Regions from separate parts of the Anas platyrhynchos genome. Here regions 1 and 3 are each linked to region 2. The links are chromatin contacts, called in public Hi-C maps. All regions are on one chromosome and are shown on one strand. The core of a region is the stretch at or near the end of the contact, and the rest is flanking DNA. Distances in the headings are between cores, read along the strand shown. Region 1 overlaps LOC110351679 (a long non-coding RNA gene). Region 2 overlaps SCFD2 (sec1 family domain containing 2). Region 3 overlaps LOC110351679 (a long non-coding RNA gene).

Region 1 (4,922 bases), core at 1,720-4,219, 200 kb before region 2:
CATCACAACTGAATTATACTACACTGGGGCAGACCCACTGCAAGCAGTGTCACATTACAAAATGACGTCCAAAATGATAAATGTATAATATCATTTCAGTTAGCTTAGAGGGACTAGGGTTAATTTGTTGTTGTTTGGCCAGTGTTTACAGGAATTTGCTAAAAAGCATAACTGTTTGACTTAATATCTGTTCATATACAACTTTTGACTTCTAATTCCCAGACGGCAGCTCACTCTAGAATCATGGTGCAAATATAAACCTTAAAATAGTACCCGGGTCCTTAAAATTGGGATCTGAGTGGGATTGATTGTTCCACAGCTTGTGCTTCAGCTGTCAATACCCAACTAATAAGCATAATTTGCTCTGTTCAGATTTGGAGATCTTGCTGTGCAGGTGCTTGCTTAGCCCAATTGCTACACTGGGAATCATGAAATCTCAGTTAATGTGTGCAAAAGCAACTCATCATGCAAACAAAATTCCCAGTTTGTAATAAAGCATGGATTTTCCAGCATCTGAGGCTAAATTGTTCTCAGTAGGATACTAAAGAAAAAAAAAGTGTTTGGAAAAAGTGTTTAAATTTCCTGTCCATTTCAAATAGGTGTCATTTCAAGAGTCCCAAAGTTAATGGGAGGCATATTTCTTGGCACTGTGGTTTAGCAGTCAGGTGGGCTTTTAGTTTTGTTCTCTTACAGAGATATAGCTGAGAGTGGTGCTGATGCTTTATGGAAGGGCCATGAATAAAAACACAAACCCATTCAGATCCTGTTCAGCCAAACCAGAGCTAAGAGTACCCAATGCCTGGATGAACCTTGCCCCCCATAGTTTGGGATATGTAGTGTGGAAGAAATTGTGTCCTTTTTCATCCATGCCTTCTTGTTTTGCATTTCTCTCCTACATTTCTCTCGCTTCCAGAGAGTGGTGCTCATTTGCTAATCCTTTTACAAGTGATTTGGTTGGATGTAGTATTAGTATGCTCACAGAAGGCTACGGAAATAGTCAATGCTGCTTTTACAGTGGGAAGAAGATCTTATTTTCCTGTTTGCATGTAAGATACTTTGGTCACAGTGTCAGGCATAAATTAGTTGCTTGCTGTTGAGAATTGGGATAGCAGCGCTGGCTGGGAAAGAGCTTTATAATTGTCCATGAGGATGTCTGAGCCCAAGTGATAACTGCAATTCTCATTGAAAGAATGCTGAAGTGGAGGGGCCGCAAGCTTGGCAGTTAGCAGCTTTTTGTTTAGAAGGAAAGTGTTGTGGCTCAGATTTTGAAAATATCTCTCTAACACAGAGTGTTTTAAGGGAATGGCTTCTGCCTTGCAGTGACAGGAGGCAGAGCAGGATTGGGCCCTGCAAGAAAAGTAAGACAGTGTTCTCTCCAGAAGTACCACAGGGGTCATTGAATCTCCCGTGTTTAAGTGGTGTTGCAGACATTTGTGCAATACAGACCATACATCTTTGTCAGGGTGACAGGTCTCTTTCAGAAGGAAGATTTCTCCTCATGCACACCACGAAGTACTGTATGTTCTCTATTTCATGTGCGCAACACTGTCTGAATTCCTAAACTTTGTAATTCCCTCTGCACCATCTGTACATCTTGTTGGAGGCTGGAATACTGATGAGAACTCTCCTGCGCTTTGAGTATGCCAAAATGGAGCCTTTAAATCATCACCTCTTCACAAAGGAGGTGATTCTTGGTGCTCTATCCTGTTGCAAGCCTCACATCAGCATTGTTCCTCTGAAAAATCTTCCTAAATACTGTTGGGAGTCTGTCAGGCACTCCACGCTTGCATATGGGTTACAGATTAAAATAAAGTAATAACGCAAGCAGAATATTGTCTTAGGGGAAAAAAACACACTGTAATATTCATTTGTCAAGTATTAGTGTGTTAAAGCAAAGCAAAAGCGAAACAGCATTAGTTATGAATGAAACTATAAGCCGGCATCAGAAAAAATTAAGGAGCTTGTTTAAAGGCTAAGTTTTTATTTCTAGCTCTATGTCTTGGAAATATTTTGCATTAACAGTTCTGTTGACTACAAAGGGAATGCTTATGGCTAAGAAAACCAGAATCTATCTTTGATTCTGCCTGAAAAGACTTAGTAATGATCAGTGATAGAGGAGGAAATTGCTTCTCCATTTGGTTTTGTAAAGGAAGGAAAGAGCTCAACAGCGAAATGCTGGTAGAAAAAAGCAGGGAGAAAGTAAGGAATGAGGGCTAGAAAGGCAGAGAGCCAGCTCTGCCACAGACCTGCAGGAGTACAGGGAGACACAAGCTTCATGTAAAGCCGGACTGTGTTTTTCCTCTGGTTAGACAGGGGAATTCAGAGTCACCATTTATCTTACTGATTGGCAGTCATGTATGCAGTGAGGGCCATCTTTCTGGGAACTTTCACACACTCTTTTGTCTTTCAGCCTTTCGTTATCCACTTTTTTTTTTTTCTGATGGAAGAGATAACTTTCATCTATGCGTATTTAAGGTGGAAAACTACAGCTCCAGCCTGACTTTTTTTTTTTTTTTTTTAATCTGTAAAATTGAAAGCATTTTATAGAGCAGGTCAATACCGTGGCAGAAGCACGCACGAGCACGTGGATGAGATGAGCTGGCTGTGCAGCTGCTGGTACCTGGTGCGAGCAGGGGCAGGCGTGCAGCGCACAGCAGCACGGCCGGCTCAGCCTCCTGGCATGCTGCAAGCAGATGACTGATGCTCAGGGAAGGAAAGTGCTCATGCATGGAGAAACTAAACTGAGATACATCTGCATTAGTGTTTTAGCCTCAGAGCATGTGAAGTACGTTCCTTTGGGACAAGGATAAACTGGAAGGTGTGCAGCAGGGGAGCTTTGCTTGTGCTGCAGCCACTTGTGGCTGTCCTGACCATGCAGCTGAACTGAGCTTCTCCATGGTGACCCCCCTCAAGCCAGAAGCTGTGTGGACATCGTGTGCTCAGCACCAGCTGTTTTGTTTTACAGAGTACAGAGTTTTTACGTAGTGCAGCATTACTCACTCATGTATGTGTAGTCCTGGTGAAGTGACTGGGTCCAAACCATGAGAAACACGTGGAATACAGGATGCTCAATGTTAAAGAAGAAGAATTTCTTTGTGGTCATTTACACATTCCCCATGCAACTTTTGTTGATACAGTGCATTAATCCCAGAACTTCAAGTGGGCTGCATTTCAATAGTTCATTTTTTAAAAAGTCCGGGCATTTACTGAGCTTTGAGTACCCAAGGAATAATTAACTATACTATTGCGAAGTGGCCAGATGCTGCCTTAAGATGTGCTTCCAGGAGAAAGCAAAAATCCACTTGAATTCTTTGCAATGCTCGCTCTGCATCTGGAATGCCCAGAACTCACACAGAGCCAGTTCTGGGAAGGATCTGCATCTTCCACTCACCCATCCAGCAGCAGCTGAGGAAAAGATCTCCAGAGCAATAGTACAGCTTGGAGTGACCAGCTGCAGCTGCTCTTAAAGGGGGGGAAGCCTGAAAGCCACCTCAGAGCTCGCATTGGGAAGCAAAACATTCATAAAGCCCCCAGAAAGACCCCTTGCATTGTCTGGGTTTGGTGCTGTGCTCCATGAAGCCTCAAGACCTGTTGCAGCAGATGTGCTCTTCAGGGGTGAATTGGGGCAGACAAAGCTTGTCCTATACAATTTGCTCTTCTGAAGGCCTCATCCTGCCAAAATTCTGTAGCTCAGTTCTAAACACGTAGTTAGTGCTGGAGAAAAAGACCCACTGCTACACACCACTAGATGTCAGAAAAACTACGTGGTTCAGCTGGAGAGGAGCATGCAGCTGAGGGGGGTTTGTTCACTGTTTATGCACTTGCATAACGCTTTGGACAGGGCCCAAGGAAAACAATTAGACATCGGAGTTTATTTTTGTTTGCATGAAATAGTAAATATGCTGTTGGGTCAGACTCCACTCTCATTTCCCTCCGAGGAAAATGGAAATAGACTTTTTGTCAGGAGTTCTGCCACCCTGGAAAACGGCAATTGCTTTTAGTCTCATCAGCAAATCCTTTGCTTCTGTGCCTTTGTATTCTTTTTATGGAGCTGGGCTCTGAGTTTTAGGGAAATCTAGCAGAAATTTTGTGGAAGGTGAGTGGGTTGGTTCTGCTTCAGCAGAAAGAAAAGCTGCTGTGGTTGGTGTGCTCGTACGTATGCACTAAACATCAGATATGATGTTTCTGTAAACAAGAACATACTTAATTCTTAGGATGAATCCTAAGGTTCAATAGGGTAAAGCTGGTGCAAATTGAAGGCTTTTATTATGTGCAATACAGGCTGTCATGGTAATGCCTAAAACTTCCTACAGAACTACAGTGAAGCATGTGCAGGTTCACCTAAAACTGTGCCCTAGTCTCTACAACACAATGTAGTCTTAGGAAGAGAATTTGTCCTTCATGGCTACTGTTCTGCTGCTTCGCTGATGCAGCTGCAGAGTTCGGTTCGTATACCTGGCTGCAATTCAATGCATCAATGAGCTGTCAAAATTCTGCTTAAATACTGTATATAATGCAAACAGGCAGGTCACTGCTTTATGCATAAGCGTATATGTATCTGAATACTTTACAGGCATTAAAATCCCCTTTGGAAACAGCACAAAAGTTCACACTCAATGTATTGATTTTATATGCTAATGCCTGCACCTCCCTTGGGGAGAAAAACACATTCCAAAGAAAAAAAATATGCATGTCTTGTCAAACATGAACACTTCTGAAGCAGTTCCATATTTCTAAACACTTGATTCTTGCTAGGGACTTGTGCAACATTCAGTCTTTACGAATCAGACTGTGACCTTTGGCAGGAATATTGCCAGGAAAATTAGAGCAGTATTAAGACAGAGTCTGAGGAACGCGGGTATAGATACATCTCATTTACTCGATGTCTTGAATTCCTGTCTGCATGATTGTGCTTCTTTGTT
Region 2 (4,430 bases), core at 1,358-3,857:
GGAGAATAAGCAGAAGGGAAACAGAAAGTTAATTTGCTCAGATAGCAAGTCCCATGATATACACACAGACCTACGTGATTTAAAAAAATTAAAGTAACATTAGTAGGCAGCAAAGACACGCAAAACTGCAGTGAAACCGTCTGCTGTTTGAAAAGCTCTAAAAATAACAAATGACAGTGCTGCTAAGTACCATAAAAGATAATGGGGTGGAAGTAAATATTTCAGAACTGCTAGGACAAGAAAGGGAAGATACTGAGAGGATGGCTCTGAAAGGAAAAAGACAGAATGAAAGAAAAAAAAAAAGAAACTGAGTGAGTCTAGGTCACCCACTTTCCATAAGCATGCACAACGCAAAGCGGAGTTTTGCTCAAGGACTAACCAATAAAGGTCAGTCTTTAAACAGATCCTATTACTTTGCTGTTTAATTAAGCTCTTCTCTACATCTCCCCTTAAAAACAAATAAAAAAACACACACAAAAAAAAAACAAAAAAAAAAACCCAAAACCAAAAGAAAAAAAACAAAAACAAACAAACAAAAACAAAAAACAAAACAAGACAAATAGACAAATTCCTTTGCCTACTGTTTCTTTCCACACACATACTGTATGGGGAAGCTTCATTCAGCTGTGTGAATGGAAAAGCCCTACATCAGTTGACCATACCATGGCTGCAACACAAATGCAGCAGCTAGTGCTCAGTAGGGTCTTTTTTAATGGTCTGTTTGCTGGTTCGGTACAGTCCTTCTCTACGTTACATCCGTGACCTTGGGGGTTCATAATTAGCAGGGTAGAGGCATGACAAGCTAAGATGAACCCTCATGCTGCCTCCTGTACAGATGTTAAAGGGTTTGAAGGAGCAGAAGTTTCTCTCGAGCTTGTACTGACAACTGCTTGGACAGCATCTAGGGGCACAGTGGCCCCTACAAGATCTGTTTTACCATAAATAATGATCTAGTCTTTTTTTATAGGCTCTTGAAACCAGGTTAGTAACAAGCTAATTGCATCTTTCTGAGTTGTGCAAACGCAGTGCTCGATAGTACAAGAAACACAGGAATTTCTAGGAAAATTGCATCACCCGAGTCAATCTCAGAAGACAAACAAGAGCCCGTAGCACGGATGCTTCCAATTTGCCAATAGCTGACCAATTTGCCTTACTCCGGTCCAGTGTGTCTTCTGTGCCAGGAGACCAGGCTGCCGAACTCCCGCTCCCACCAGTGAATTGGCCCTGTGCTTAAGTTGTGTTTCTATGCTTTTGGAGAGAAAAGAAGGATTTCCTCCTGTCTGGAAGGCCACCTTCTTCATCTTCCTACAGACACAAGTTAACCTGTAAGAGCTTGCTTTGGTGGGGAGGCAGAGAAGGGCAGAGCTCAGAGGGGACCCCCTGCAGGAGCAGGCGGGGGTGATTAGGATGGCAGAGTGCACAGAGACACAGGGCGCCCATTGACGTGCTCATTGAGCCGTGCGTGATTACAGAGCCATTTCAACGCCATTGTTCTACAGAAGAACTGCTTGAAAAGGCTCAGTTGCTGTCCTGTGGCAGAGGGCAAACCTGGCGCTCCTCATTTCATGTTACGTGCTTTGATTGCCTCCGAATTAAACTGTGCCTGGGCACATTCCCCCTGCTCAACCACAAATCCAAGGATATAAACCCATGGAAGACTGATTACACTGCAGATCAGGAAAGATACCTGAATACACATAGCCAATATTCCCTTTTAGCCTCAGATGGAACAAAAGTTGCTACCTCGCTTTTGGCTGTGCCGACATCAGTGGTCCTCTCGTTATCACAATAAATAAAACCCGTGTGTCAACATCAATAACAGCATTCTTGAGTTTTAGCCACTAAACAATCCTGAATTTCATTTGCAGTGTGCCTGTGAAACAAAAACGTTTATTTGGAAAAACCAAACGGAGTTTTAAGGGCTTCCGTCTTGCTGCGATGTGCTTCCAATGTGAAGCGATTCCAAAGCGATGTGCTTTCAAACACTGCGATGTACTTGGCTCTGGTGAGGCCGCACCTCGAGTACTGTGTTCAGTTTTGGGCCCCTCGCTACAAGAAGGACATCGAGGTGCTTGAGCGGGTCCAAAGAAGGGCGACGAAACTGGTGAGGGGCCTGGAGAGCAAGTCCTATGAGGAGCGGCTGAAGGAGCTGGGCTTGTTCAGCCTGGAGAAGAGCAGGCTCAGGGGCGACCTTATCTCTCTCTACAGATACCTTAAAGGAGGCTGTAGTGAGGTGGGGGTTGGCCTGTTCTCCCACGTGCCTGGTGACAGGACGAGGGGGAATGGGCTAAAGTTACGCCAGGGGAGTTTTAGGTTAGATGTTAGGAAGAACTTCTTTACTGAAAGGGTTGTGAGGCACTGGAATGGGCTGCCCAGGGAGGTGGTGGAGTCACCATCCCTGGAAGTCTTCAAAAGACGTTTAGATGTAGAGCTTAGGGATATGGTTTAGTGGGGACTGTTAGTGTTAGGTTAGAGGTTGGACTCGATGATCTTGAGGTCTCTTCCAACCTAGAAATTCTGTGAAATTCTGTGCTTCCAAGTGCCCTGCTCCTGCTGAAATGTCCTGCCCAGGCCGCCGGGTGCTCACACACTCCTCTGCTGCCCTCTCCTGCTCAGTTCTCAGCCTCTGCTATGAGGCAGAAAATCAGCAGTTGGACAAGCAAGCAAAAAACAGCTCGGTATTTCTTCCTATAAAGCAGGAAAACATTAGGTTTCATTGTCAGCTGTCAAAATGGACTTAGATTTGATTTTGCAATGACAAGAAGGGACAGAACCTGAAAACACACACAGCAGCTATTACAGCACGGAGCATGCCAAGGACCAAGGAGAAAATGCTCGACTGAAAAAACAAGCTTATCCCATTTTCAATTTTTTTTTTTTTTTCCCCATTTTTTTTCCTGTGTTACACCACCCTCAGTTCTGACATATCACATTTGAAAGGGTCTGCCTGAGGGCTGCATGGGCACCGGCACACCACCATCGACACTCAGGGCATGCCATCAAATCCCTCACGCTCACCACGGTGCTCCTTGCCTGAGAAACACACACAATAATAAAACCTCCCGGGGTTTCCTTGCAAATGGCACTTGCCATTAAAACCCTTTCTGGTACTGTAGTAAGAAGACCAAACCCTGCCCATAGACAGGCTGCTGTTGCACTCCCTCCTGTCCTCCAGGCCACATGGATCAGTTTGTGGGGCCCCCAACCTCAAATCCCTTTAAACACCTTCTTCAGGTTAGTGGAGGTGCGAATTCAAAGTTTTTCTTAAATGCAGATTTTGCATTCATTGCTGGCCAAATGAGGCTGATTTTTAATATAGGATAGCTAATCTGAATTAGCAGTTTCTTTCTGGAGGAAGACAGGCACTGACTTTGTTAACTGAGCTCTGAAATAGCCGTCGTGCCTCGCAGTTTCACCGCTTTCTTCCCAATGAGCACAGTGACCTCTGCTGTCTTGGGAAAGACATCCTGCTCAGGAAAGCAGCAAGAAAACCTCCCCAGCCTTCCCCTGCTTGGTCCATTCCCTTCCTTCCTTTGCAAAAAAAGCAGCATACGTTTATCATATCGCTCTCCATGCTGAAACGGAGAGAGAAACCATTCTGCATGTCTGTCTGTCTGTCCTGGTTGCAGAAAATCTACCAGATTACCCCAGGTCGGGGCAGGCACTGCCAGCATGTCCCCGGCTACGTTGGCCTCAACGCCTTCATTCAGAGAGCGAGGTGTTGACCTGAAGGGTCCCCGCATAAAGCAGTGCCTCACTTTTACTCTCTCATAAGACGGAGGGATTTTTTTTTAATCAGCTGCAACCATGTCAACAGCTTCTCACAGCGGAGGAAGAACTGGTATCCATTTGAATCCATCCTGGGAATCATAAACAGCTTGTTGACAGAGGTCACAGCCCCGGGGGAGCTCGCAGTTGATTAGTTCTCCTTCACAGAGCTTTTGCAGGCAGTGCGACTTGCACTCCAGGAGAGGATTTAAGGCAGAGATGTGCTGAACTAACCAGAAACCATCTGAGAGGATTGTGTCGTGCCTGCCAAGATGCCTAAATAAATGGGAGATGAAAATATCCAGGAATTTTGAATCTAGCTTTGCTACTTTTGCTGCGTGCTGTTATGCCTGCTTTTTGATCTACCAGCCCTTGTTCTCTATGCTGCATCACACCAAGTCAGACTTCACAGCTTCTAACTGAATGAAAAAGGCTCTTAGATAACACAGGGATGCTTCCCATCATTTTTGGGGGGTGAAACGAGGGACTTTGTTGGGAGGTGAGGGTACATGGCACACATTGAGGAGGAGCTGAGCTGGCACTACGGCAGACTGGAAGATGTCTGTAGACCTCAGACACAAATCTGTAGGAAAGACAAATTCAGCCGTTCTGCTGCTCACCATATAAATATGTATTTTTTGCCCTTTGCCATTTTCTTGCAT
Region 3 (4,450 bases), core at 583-3,082, 160 kb before region 2:
CCTCAAGGACTAGATCAGATTTCCTGTAGTTCTTTTAAAACGACGGTCCAGGACTGAAAGTCCTTTTCACTGGCACCCAGGACAACAATGGCTTTCTTGCAGATATTCTTTCCTCCTTGTAAAATTCCCACATTTCTGCAGGATGTCTGAGAACACACTGCCAAGAGTTTTTTTTTTCTCTTTACTGTTGTAAATAAAAAAATATTTCCTTGCCCTGAACCACTCCACACAATTTGCAGTGTCTGATCTAACTTCAGGGGGAAAAAGAAACATGGGAAAAAATGACTATTTCCTAGATTATTAAATAAGAATTGGTGATTCATCATTTTTGCTTGAGAGTGTTTTAGGTATTGGGTGGTCTGTGGGTGCTGTTGTAGGAGTCACTTATTTCCCGATGCCCTCCCACTAGTAAAAATGCTGCTGGGAGGAAAGATGTGTGGTTGAGGAAGTACAGTGGGCAGTCTTTTGGGGAGAGTCTCAAATGTCTCCTAAGTATATTGTAGCTTGAGTTACAGTCCCAATCTAACATGGCTTGTTTGTATTTAATTTAGAAAAATCTTGGCACAATCAATACACAGGTGAAAATAATCTTTTGTTAGAGCTTGATTTACACCAAGACTTCCAGTGTTACTTGCATGTTCCCCAAAATGTGTTGGCTCAGTGGTGCTTTGTAACACAACTAACAGAGCATGCACCAAAATAAGCCTTCAAAGAAGCCCACATTTTGTTACGGAGTACCCCAGCTCTTTGTGCAAGCCATCAAATTCCTCATAATGGAGCATGGAGGACAAGTGTCACCTGAAATAAAGGGGACAGGAGTACTCCCTTGTGAACTCTGAGTCTACAAATGCATTTGGAAAGTGTTTTAGAAATAACACTAAAAGATTCAGCTCTGGTCTGGATAGAAGTTTCGTTGCTGTAGAAAGAGCGCATTTTTGGAAAGAGGTGGCTGACCCGAGAAATTCAGCACGCTGAAAGAATGCAGTTGTCAGATTGCCTTTGATTGCAATTGCTAAGGGTGAAAGTAATACGGCTGAGCTTGTTGGATTCACTTATATTTCTTGGATGCATCTATATTTGCTGTGCTAAAAACCCTTTGAAACAGTTACAATTGCGATGTAGGATTTTATACAAACTGCCAAGAGACTGCAGGCCCCTTGGCTCCTGTGTGGTCTTCCTTCCCAGACCCCTGCACAGCATCAAGCCTATGCACTGCGTGGCTCACACATCACACCCAGCATCAGACGTCCCGCACCAACTAAGTGTGAATAAATTCCCACACGGGAGAAACATTGGGTTTTTTCAGGGCGGTCAGGTTTTCAGATCCTGTGCCTGGCTTCTCCTGTCTGTGTGGCTCAATTTCAGATGGAGATTTTTTTTATATATATATTTTTTCCCCGGGCGCTCACAGCCCTCTCTGCACTGCCCAGGCTTGAGACAGCAGAGGGCAGCAAGAGACAGAGAAGATGGTTTCATGAACTGGGTCATGTCCCAGTTTTTGATATTTGTTCCCTCGCTGCAATGGTTGCATCAGCCCCAGCAGGGTGAGCTGCCCAGTCACAGGCTAAGTGGCAACCTGGCCTTGCCATCCAGGCCTCTCCAAGCAGGCCTGAAAGGAAATCATGCTGATTTAGGACACTCTGCCTGGTTAACAAGAGCGCCATATGGCATTTTATCATGCTCATGTTGAAGAGCTATAAAAATCTGAAATTAGCTATGGTTAGCATTCAGCAGGCAGCAAAGTGTGCCACTTGCTTAACTCTGAGTAAGTGATTTCTTACACAGTCAGGGGAGCTGCTGAGTTGCAGTCCTTCTCTCCTGTACTCCACAAATCTCTGAAAGGAAATGCATGTTTGGAAAATGTATTGTGCTGAAGGACAAAGAGAAAGGGTCACGGCTACTGTGTGATTTCTAACAAGGCGATTGTTCACATCGTTAGGCTTGTTTGGTCAGAGGAATTATTTCTGCACTGAGCAAATGTTTGCAAAATTTGGCATAATCTTCATGCTACAGAGACTTATTATGCCAACAGGACAATCTGGGAGACTCAATCCTGTATAATGGGGAGATCAGTTGAGCTGGGAGCCTTCTAGCAACCTCTGTTCCTCCCCTGGGGGGCAGAGATGCCTGAAGAAAAAAGGCAAGTAGTTCAGATGGACTTGAGAAGCATGGGGGGGGGGGGTGATGGAGGAGGAGATAGAATATGAAAAACAGTATAAAAGGACCTTAACTTTCAGTAAAAGCATGTTTCAGAAGAAGAGAGCACTTTTTATTGGGTTGTGGTTTTAATTTCTTTTTAATTTTGTAAGCAGACACAGCGTGCTGTCGTACAAACATGTAGCAGAGTAAAGCTGGCTCGTCTAGTTTCACCGAAACCCAAGAAGATCATCCTAGCTCGATTTCTCATAAATCAGCTACTTCTAAACATTGCTCGTCTACGTAATGACAAGTGTGCTGTACTGCATGCTTCATTTTTTACAGCTGCTGTCAGGCAGCCTGCTCCACTGCTGAACATGGGGACAAACTCTGGCATGGGCTGGTGGCAGGCAGGGGCAGCGAAAGGAGCTCAGCCCCATCCTGGGGTCCCAGGGTCCTGGGGGTCATCCCCAAATCTTTGTGTGAGCTGTGCAATACCTCAGCTCACCAGCTGGGCATCGCTCTCTGCAGGGTCAGGAGTTCTGAGATTGGGCTTTACTTTTGAGGTCCCCAAAAATGAAAAACAAACAAACAAATAAACAAAAAAGTCACTCCTCTTAAACATGGTTTCCTACTTAAGTTTGTGGTTTTTAATAAAGACTTGTTTCCATCTTTTTCATTTAATATGATAGTAGTCAGCATGATAGAGCACGTTTTGAGGGCATGCAGCAGGTGAGATAGACCTTCAGTTCGATCCAGTGAAACTATTTTACATTTTTATGTAATGTTCTTTATTTTTTGTTTAAGCACCTTCAGTCTGGACCATCTTCCACAAGAATTCTATATTTCACTATCAAATGAAATTCTTTGTTAAAATTGATTGCACTCCTACTACAGCCCATGAACTGTAAAATGTGGAGCAGGGCCAATTTCTGTCTAAAATGTCTTCTGATTGAAAGAGATGTTTTTGTTTTGTTCCATAGGAGTGGGATTTGGGCCTAAAATCCAGGGCAGACTTCATGCTGAAGTCAAAGCAACCACAACCATTTTATAAATAGGCTCCTAACAGAGACTGTTGATGCTTATACTCCATGGTGATGAGCTCTGTACAAAAACCATGGGCAGATCTTCACTTCAAGAGACAAAGGCAATAAAATGTTAGGTGACAAACATTTCTGTGTAGTTTAGCCCTACTTTCAGTACTGTTGGACATCGTGGAGCAGACAAGAGCCTTCCCAAGCTAAGGGAGCTGCTGCTGGCTCTGGGGAGGTCGCCCAGCACAGTAGTCACCCTGCAAAGCCACATTACCAATCTCTTAGATCTCTGATTGGAAATCCTTACATAATGGTCTAAGTGGATTTTAGAAGCACTCTGTTTTCTAAGGAGAAATCATGTATCTATCTATCTAAATAAATAAATAAACAAACTTGCAGTGTTTATTGACCAAAGCCCCACATCATGGAGGCATGCTCCACTTCACGTTATTCACTGTAGTTGTGATTTTCAAAAGTCTTCTGGGATCTAGAGTAAGTAGTGGAAATGAAATGTAATTTTAAATTAGAAAAGAATTTCTACCATTAAAGGGTTCTAACATAAAGCAGGTAACAGACTGAAAGTTTTATTCCTTCATCTCAGACAGTAGTGAATGCTTCTCATAAATCTGGGAATAAATGTGCAGGTTAAATTACACATCTGGTGAGCAAAACACATGAGTAGAGTCTACGGATGGAAATTTCATTCCATCTCCTGCTACTGAACAGAGAAACTGGCCCTGGATGAATTTTCACTGAATTCAATCTGTTCTAATATTGTGTATAAATCCCTGAAATATACTGCAGGATGAGTTTTGCCAGACTAGCTTCTTTCACAGTTGAAGATATTTTCCTTACTTATTTTTCCCTCCTTATTCCCTCCCTGGTGTATCGCTGCACAGTGAAAACCCCTGTGTGCTTGTTAGTGAGCTGGAGGAAAATGCATCATACCCTTGCCTTTAGGCATAGCACTGTAACATCATCCCGTGCAATTAACAGCTTACAAAATGTTTCTTTCTCTCACTGTTCACAGCACAGATTATAGATTGCTTGCCGAAATTTGTCTTCTCACTTAGGGCAGGGATCTGCTGCTTGGTAAATTTCCAGGACATGTCACCCAGACATCAAAATACCCCTTAGCACAAAAAAAAATAAAAATCTTTTCCCCCACCTGGGATTTCACAGTGATTGATTTCCTACCAAAACGCCTCCCTCATCTACACCTCAGGAACCAGAGACATGTAAATACCCAGACCTTTGTGTCTCCTCCCAAAATTTGGTTG

The links. A called contact is a pair of places that touch in the nucleus more often than the background predicts.
Region 1: a contact with region 2 is called in a Hi-C map of subcutaneous adipose tissue, with 3 times the contacts expected there. The contact joins two enhancer-like sites. A contact is called at or near these places in 3 of 8 Hi-C or Micro-C datasets (F1 follicle, liver and subcutaneous adipose tissue).
Region 3: a contact with region 2 is called in a Hi-C map of F1 follicle, with 7 times the contacts expected there. The contact joins two enhancer-like sites. A contact is called at or near these places in 4 of 8 Hi-C or Micro-C datasets (F1 follicle, skeletal muscle and subcutaneous adipose tissue).

What each region holds. Positions count from the first base shown.
Region 1 is chr4:52,496,053-52,500,974 of IASCAAS_PekinDuck_T2T, reverse strand. The region is part of intron 2 of LOC110351679 (a long non-coding RNA gene); the gene reads left to right. Among named protein-coding and RNA genes, the nearest start is that of SPATA18, 64 kb to the left of the region's middle. Within about 2 kb of position 2,969, at least 1 of the 8 cell types and tissues checked has an H3K27ac peak or open chromatin away from gene starts, as enhancers often do.
Region 2 is chr4:52,298,153-52,302,582 of IASCAAS_PekinDuck_T2T, reverse strand. All of the region lies in intron 5 of SCFD2 (sec1 family domain containing 2), which reads right to left. Among named protein-coding and RNA genes, the nearest start is that of RASL11B, 42 kb to the left of the region's middle. Within about 2 kb of position 2,607, at least 1 of the 8 cell types and tissues checked has an H3K27ac peak or open chromatin away from gene starts, as enhancers often do. A contact at or near this core is called in F1 follicle, where this site is marked.
Region 3 is chr4:52,454,818-52,459,267 of IASCAAS_PekinDuck_T2T, reverse strand. All of the region lies in intron 3 of LOC110351679 (a long non-coding RNA gene), which reads left to right. Among named protein-coding and RNA genes, the nearest start is that of USP46, 79 kb to the right of the region's middle. Within about 2 kb of position 1,832, at least 2 of the 8 cell types and tissues checked have an H3K27ac peak or open chromatin away from gene starts, as enhancers often do. A contact at or near this core is called in F1 follicle, where this site is marked.